Linked DNA regions of Mus musculus: region 1 is linked to region 2. Evidence: chromatin contacts called from public promoter capture Hi-C data. All regions are on one chromosome and are shown on one strand. The core of a region is the stretch at or near the end of the contact, and the rest is flanking DNA. Distances in the headings are between cores, read along the strand shown. Region 1 overlaps Gm16271 (predicted gene 16271). Region 2 holds the start of Igf1os (a long non-coding RNA gene).

Region 1 (3,944 bases), core at 195-2,694, 830 kb before region 2:
TCAGAATGACTTCTGTGGGGTTTTTTTTTTATTTGAATCCTACCTCTGACTCTAAGATGATGACTGACAAATGGAAACCATGCAAACAGACATTAGAGAAATCTGTTGTAAGCGAAGCACTCACTAGAATACACATTTCATAACAGTAAGTACTTTTGGAGACAATAGGTCCATAAAACAATTTTGTGGATCAAACTAAAGAATTAAAATTTCATTGACATTCACTTATATACCCAGGAAGAAAGCAAAACATCTAATATGAACTAGAACACCTAATTCAAATTAAACTGCTTATTACAAAGCAGGTAGCATGCTGTCCCATTTTTCGTGTGAAGAACTGAGGCCTGAGAGAAATAAAGACTTATCTGTTAGGAAGTGCTGAGCTGGTGGTCAAACCAAGGCAATGATTCAACATCAACAAGAGCCAGGCCTTGGCTCAAAACCATGCCAGTGTTGGGGTTCATGGGAAGCAGGGCTAGAGCATCCAACCCCCAGATGCACATTTGGTACATCTTCTTTAACTCTTGAAAGTCTGGAACCTGTCAAGCAGTGCATGAGCGAACAAAAGCAGGCTGCTGCTCTTTGCATCCTTTGAGCTACAGCTAGGGTTCTCAAAGGTCGTGACCTCTCTGGTAAACCTCCAGCTCACAAAACCTTTACATTTCAGTCTGAAACAGTCGCAACTTTACAGTTATGAAGTGGCAACGGTAATGATTTTATGGTTGGGAGTCACCACAACATGGGGATCTCTATTAAAGGGCCAGGGCGTTGGCAAAGTTGAGAACCACAGATCTATAGAAACCCAATTTCACACATTTTGATATAAAATATGTGCCACGAACAATGTTTTCTTGAGATAGTTCATTTAAAAACCCGCTTTGGAAATATTAACTGTCCCCAACACAGTGTGTGCTGTAGAACCCAGATCACTTCTGGTACCAGAGGTCACTGGTCACTGGTACCCAGGGGACATGCTCGGTGGAAAGCAGATAACTAGCGAAAGAGAGATTCTGAACTCAGACCCACAAGAAATACAAGCAGAAAGGACAAGGCCAGCAATGAAGGCCAGAGGAGCTGCTGAAGCAACTGAGCACAGCGAAATCAAATTAGATGTAAGGTCTCAGACGGAATATACGTGTAAATGTAAATATAAACTTTATCCTGTCAGAATTGTGCCCTGAAGAGATTATTCACGAACATTCAAGTTCCCTGAAATGAAGGAGCAGTTTGGGGTGGTGACAGACAAGGACACTGAAGCAATCACTGAGCCGGAGGATGTAGCTGTCATTGTTGCCTGAACTTAACATTCTTGGCTAAAGAGTCATTTGCATCATCAATATTATGACACATAGCCAAGAACTTTCCAGGAGGTCACACTGCCAGTCACGTCTGCTGGACAGGAGACAGAGTCCACAAGGAGCCAAGGAACCATCTGAACTCTGAGCTTCCCATGACAGGTAGCTGATTCCTGTTCCATCAGTAGGAACACAATTTCCCATCGTCGTGTGATCTGCGCTATACCTTGCTGTGGGGAGGGGTGGCTTGATGCGACCACTTTGAAGACTTGTGTCTGTGCGTTACCCCCATGCTAGAGGAGTCTAGCGAGCCAGATACTAATACTTCAGTGTCTCTCGTCTTCATGTTCCTGCATTCTCTCACAGACTATATCAAATGCATCACGAACATTTAACAATTGTGTCACCAAATTGGCAGATGACAATGTCCTCTTCCCCACTCCCCAGAGAGCATAGTAGATCAGGGAGTCTACAGGGTCATATCAATCATAGCTGAGTGATTAAAGATAGAGCAGAGTGGGTCTGGGAAAGATGGCTCAGTGATGAAGAGCGCTGAGGATCTGGGATCCCAGCATCCACACGACAGCTAACAATTTTCTATAACTCTAATTCCAGGGAATCTGATGTCCCCTGATGGCATCAGATTCACATGAGGTGCACAGACATACTTGTAGGCAAACACTCATACGTATAAAATAAATGGAATAAAAATAATCCTTAAACACGGTGCTATTTTCTTTTCTTACTACACTGAATTTATTTGGTTGTTGTCTAGGCTGGCCTCAAACTCTTTGTGTAGCTGTTCTTGCTGTGTTTTTGTTGATGTGTTAAAATGCTCTGACCAAAAAACAAAACAAAACAAACAAACAAAAAAATCTTAGGGAGAAAAGGGTTTATTTCAGCTTACAGTCTCAGGTTATAGTTCATCAGTGTGTGAGTAGGAGATTTGAACAGCTCACATCACATACACAGTCAAAAGCTTTTCTGCTTCTCTCCACTCTTACACAATTCATGATACCCTGCCTAAGGAATAGTGCCACCCACAATGGGCTGGGTTTTTCCACACCAATTAACTCCAACAGACAACTTACAGGCTAGCCCAGTATAGACAATCCTTCATGATACTCTTTTCCTGGTTATTCTAGGTTATGTCAAATCGACAGAGCTAATGTTACATAGAAAATGCTTTGAACTTCTGATTCTTCTGCCTCAGCCTGCCGTGTGCTGGTGATATTGCACCATTATGCCCGGCCTCCTTCCTTATTGTATCTAATTTAGAACATATTCTGTGATATGTACTACCAAGCAAATGCATTGGTTTTATTCTGTAAGGCACCATACTGCTTTCACATGCACGTTGTATAAAATGTTCAAAGTAGAAGTTAAATTGGAAGAAGAGGCAACATTTTCGCCATCCTATAACTATCATGGTTAATATTTTGTTTGTATTTCTAAGCAAGGTACAAAAAGAAACCCACTTAAAACGAATTTGGGCCATATTACCTTACCCTCTGCCTTTTGGCCTTCTTTCCATTTTTATACCTTACAAACATTTACAAGCTTTAATACACACTCTTTGTTCATGATGTCATGGTTCCCCACCACATGAGCGACTGTGACGTTGATGGATCTTTTCATACATAAGGTGCAGGGAAAGGCACAGAGAGGCAGATGTGAAGACACAGCTTTTGGGCTCAGCTCTCCAATAGTCTCAATTTCTTCAGTCATAGAATGAGGGGGCGGGGGTAGCGACATTTGCCTGGCTGTCTTGGGATGGAAAGTAAGTTGTGTTTCTCCAGAGCACAGTAGGATGTCTCAGATCTTTTTAAAGGTGTGTCTGATGACACGAGGTTTAGGTAGGCCACTACACGGATGGTATGCATTAACATCTAAATCGTACAAAACAGAAGTACCCCAGAAGACATCACAGCCTGAGCTACACATAGAGATTTTAATGCATGATTGTTTTGCTGCCCTTTATTTATTAAATCGATTTTGTTTGTGGCACTAAGCTGTCGAAACCAGGGCCGCACGCTTGCTTGTCAAACCCTTTGCCACCGAGTTTCAACCCACTTTTAAAATTTAGGGTCAATTAAAATTTCTAAAGAGCTAGTGGACCCGCTCAGTGATTTTTCTTCTGCTTTTCAACAAGAACTCCAAGAGCCTGGGTTACTTTTGGATGCTCCATTTGCAGGTGCAGTGAGGGTTTTGTTCTTGAATTAAAACTGAGGGTGGCCTTTACTTCTGGTTGGGGAGGCAGATATGGCTTCTTGACTCCAGTAATTCTGAGACTAGGACATAGCCAATGGCCCCCAGAGGGTGGAGGATTCCAGCAACTAGTGTGTTTTGATGGATGCTAACGCTACTTAATTCCCTGCTTTCCATTCTTTACCTAATGCAATGAAAAGGACTCACTCAAACCAGTGAGTTCAGGAGTTGGGAGACAATCCAGGCATCTCAATACGTCCAGTTCCCAAACACAGTTCTTTGCTTTCTGCTGACAAGAAAGCCTGGCTTAGCCAACTCCTCATCGAGGATAACAGCCCTTGATCGCCTCCCGCTGCAGGTAGCCTCACAGGTTAGCTTAATACTCAGCAAGAGGGAGAGGCTGGCAATTACACCAGCTAGTCTCCTTGCATTAGGCAAGAT
Region 2 (3,462 bases), core at 584-3,083:
GGCTGTCTCTTGCTCAGGCCCTTCCTCGCCCTCTTCTTATTACATCTATGGCTTCTCTCTACTGGTTTTCCTTGTGGTTGACGAAATAAGGGCCAGGGGAAATGGAGAACATATGGGGAGACTTGTTTTGGACTTTTTTAAAACTCCTAAGCAAGTCCTATATTGTTTTCTGTTTGGGGACCATGGTGTGATAAACTCTGACTCTCTGTGGGTATGCTGGACTAGTCTCTGAGCTAAAGGAAAATGTACAGAGGTCTAGTATTGATATTTATCAGACAGTGGTTTTCAGTATAAGTCCATGCAGAAAGGAAAAAGGAAAATTGGTTTGAGCAGTTTTCAGTTTTTCAATTCTACAGGTACATATGTCTTGCTGGACTTAAATGCACTATCCCTTAAAATAACTATTAAAATGCAGTTTGGGACAGCTCGTGACAGTCTAAATTTACAAAGGCTGTGAGATTGAGTAACAGTTGCTGTGGAGTTGGTTCAAACTAACCATTGCAGGTGCCTGCTGGCCTTCACCGCTCTCTGAAACTGAGCAGGGGTAGGGGGCAGTGCTTCAGAAATGGGTTTGCTGGAGTAACTAACATTCATTCTAAAGTTGGTCTGTTGCCAGAGTGTAGGGAAGTGTTCTCTAAGAACAGTCATGGGGATTACAGGCCTGCCCTTTCACAAAGAACCATGAAGCCCTGATGGGTTAGATTTATTCAAGTTTCCATGAAAAATACTGAAGGGGAAGCTCCGCTGTCTTCTTTTTATAACTAAGAGGAATCAATAGACATTAGCTCATTTCTGTAAACTCTGATGTCTTTGGTTGTATGGCGATGGAGTACTTCCAGACTGAAATCCTACTGAGCAAAGGTACCAAGGGCTTAACTGGGGAGGTACCTCCTCCTTAATTGCATGTCCTCTGTTTCCCGTTGACTTGAGAGTGGAGAGTTCCTTTCATCTCCAGCCACTCTATACACACTACTGAAATATTTACCTTGTGAGATCAAGAATCAGGGCCTCCTAGGGGTCCCTTGCCCCCCTCCTAATGCTAGGCTGAAGAACGAGCCACTAAATTGAAAATGAGTTTAAAATAGTTGAGTAAAATTTGCCACTGATATAGAGCCATTAAGTAGAGAGCTCACTCACACAGGACAGGGAAATGGCCATAAACTCAATATCTCTGAGTCTCACTCTCCAAACAAGTGGGGATTGAATGAATTTGCCTCAACTGTGAGATTCAAAAAAAAAAAAAAAAGAAAAAAGAAAAGAAAAGAAAAAAGAAAAAGAAAACCTCCTTTAAAAATTATAGCTTCCAGTATATCTCCGTTACCCCTTTTATAGGGTGGCTCACCTCATACTCTACTGGTGACTCTTTCCACAATATTGAAAGCATATGTCTCTGAAAGGGGTGAAGTCGCTCACCTTAGGGGCCTTCCTGGAAGAAAGTACACGCTGGTTCCACAAGCAGCAACCCTGAAAAGTGGGACGTCACCACAGTGTCTGACTGCTTCTTAGAATGAAGAGCGACTGGAGTCCCAGGAATGCTGACTTTGGCAGGGGTGCCATTTGGCTACTAACCATCGGCTAGCTTGTGCCAAACAAGGGTTCCTTGGTAGATTTTGTTATAAAGTTGATAACAGGGATCCGTGAGTGCTTCCCAGAGAATAAGTCAGAGTGGCTGCTGCTCAAGAAAAGGCTCTTGCAGGTTTTAAGCCCAGTGTCCTGCATTTAAAAAACGTCTCTCAGTCTGATAGTGAGCTAGAAGAGAGGACCCTGGCGTAAAAGATTACATTTACGTCCTGTTGAAGTTTGGGAGATGATTGTTAAACTCCCTGACCTGCTGCCAGCCTCCCTTTTCCTGCTTGTCACTCTCCCCTAAGGCAGGAAGAGAAATGAGAAACCCTCTTCCCCAAGGCAGCCATAAAACTTGAACATTTGCTTCTGACCTCCCATGACTTCCAGTAGAGGAGCTGGCCAGAGAGAAGTCTGCTGCCTGCCCTGTCTGATGGCAGGCCACTGGCCCCTCCCCCCAGAGGGGTCCTAAATCTTATACCCAGGATTTATGAATGCTTCACAAAGGGGCATAGAAGAATCAGGAGAAGCAAGACACACTGGGTTTTCCACCTCAGTCTACCGGTCATTAAATGATAATTCTGCCCACTGTCCACGCCCCCATTGAACAACAACATATGGGAAAGTTTACCCCTGTTATGGAGGCTTCTTTTTTTCTTTTTTTTTTCCTGAAGGCTCTCACCTCACATAAACCTTTAATTAAATAAAGACATCATGACTTTCATCAGCCTGCACTATGTTATGGAGGTACAGACTATGACCTTCATGGTGTGTAAGGAGAGGGAATCACACCTTCCTTTCACAATGCTTTTGTGAGACAATTGCATTCCTAAATCTTGCATGATTTTCCTGTTTTGAGACTGCTTGTTTGGTTTTCCACCTGTGGTTGTGTTAGCTGCTAATATTCGCAGGTAAGATTTCTCCGCCTCGTCCCCCACCTCTGCTCTCCCTGCCTCCCTTCCTTTCTCTCTCTCTCTCTCTCTGGAAGGCTATAATAATAGATTTTTTTAATACTGTTCTGGCCAGTATAAAATCTTCTTAATCTATGGACAGAGAATGATGCCCTGGTTAATTTAATATTCAAAGCAATAATAAATATAATGAATATATGTACCATCTGGAAATGGTCAGGTTTTAGATTATTTAAGTTGAAACAGTTTGAATGTAAAGCTGAGCACAATTTAATATTTGATAATTTAGATGTTTTATATCAGACTGGCATGGGGATCCCACCCCACACACACACATAAACACATCCCACCACAAGCACACACATATACGCGCACACACTAAAATAACTGCATCTTTTGTCACCCAATAAATGTTTGTAGCCCTTTTACCCTACTTATTAATAATAGGAACTCATAAAAGCTCCAGGAGAACCTCTGAAGACCCAGTAGCAAAGGGACTAACCACAGTTTGTCTGATGTCAAGATGGGCTCAGGCCAGGTCCCTCGGGGGCCCTTCATGCCACACTGCTCTTCTAGGACAGAGCGTTTGAATGAATGATGAGAAGGAGTACCAAGTGCGAGTCAACACATCGCTGCCCCATCCTTTCAGGACCCAGAAGGATACCTGAACCTCCTTTTTATTTTCCCCCTCCGACAGATAAAGATACACATCATGTCGTCTTCACACCTCTTCTACCTGGCGCTCTGCTTGCTCACCTTCACCAGCTCCACCACAGCTGGACCAGAGACCCTTTGCGGGGCTGAGCTGGTGGATGCTCTTCAGTTCGTGTGTGGACCGAGGGGCTTTTACTTCAGTGAGTAGCTCTCCCATCCCCTCTCCCAACCCTCTTCTCCCTGCTACAATGATTCAGAAGTAGATGGTTTCCTGGATTTATAACCACAGGGATTGGTCGAATAACTGAGTGACTGCCTATGGCTAACAGCCACC

What was found. Promoter capture Hi-C pulls out the DNA fragments that hold promoters and counts their contacts.
Region 1: a contact with region 2 is called in a promoter capture Hi-C map of liver, with 2.1 times the contacts expected there. The contact joins the enhancer-like site here to the promoter of Igf1os in region 2. A contact is called at or near these places in 10 of 39 promoter capture datasets (HPC-7-derived erythroid cells, cranial neural crest, embryonic stem cells and 4 more), 1 of 484 Hi-C or Micro-C datasets (embryonic stem cells), 1 of 115 datasets of contacts at active chromatin or transcription factors (large pre-B cells) and 1 of 9 other capture datasets (liver).

The regions. Positions count from the first base shown.
Region 1 is chr10:87,031,582-87,035,525 of GRCm38.p6, forward strand. It overlaps Gm16271 (predicted gene 16271), which reads left to right. Exons shown (of 5, transcript NR_165263.1): 5 at 1-304. Among named protein-coding and RNA genes, the nearest start is that of 1700113H08Rik, 24 kb to the right of the region's middle. Within about 2 kb of position 1,445, at least 3 of the 459 cell types and tissues checked have an H3K27ac peak or open chromatin away from gene starts, as enhancers often do. A contact at or near this core is called in liver, where this site is marked.
Region 2 is chr10:87,861,560-87,865,021 of GRCm38.p6, forward strand. It overlaps Igf1os (a long non-coding RNA gene), which reads right to left and starts at 1,834. Exons shown (of 3, transcript XR_871929.2): 1 at 1,414-1,834. It overlaps Igf1 (insulin-like growth factor 1), which reads left to right. Exons shown (of 4, transcript NM_001111275.2): 2 at 3,172-3,328.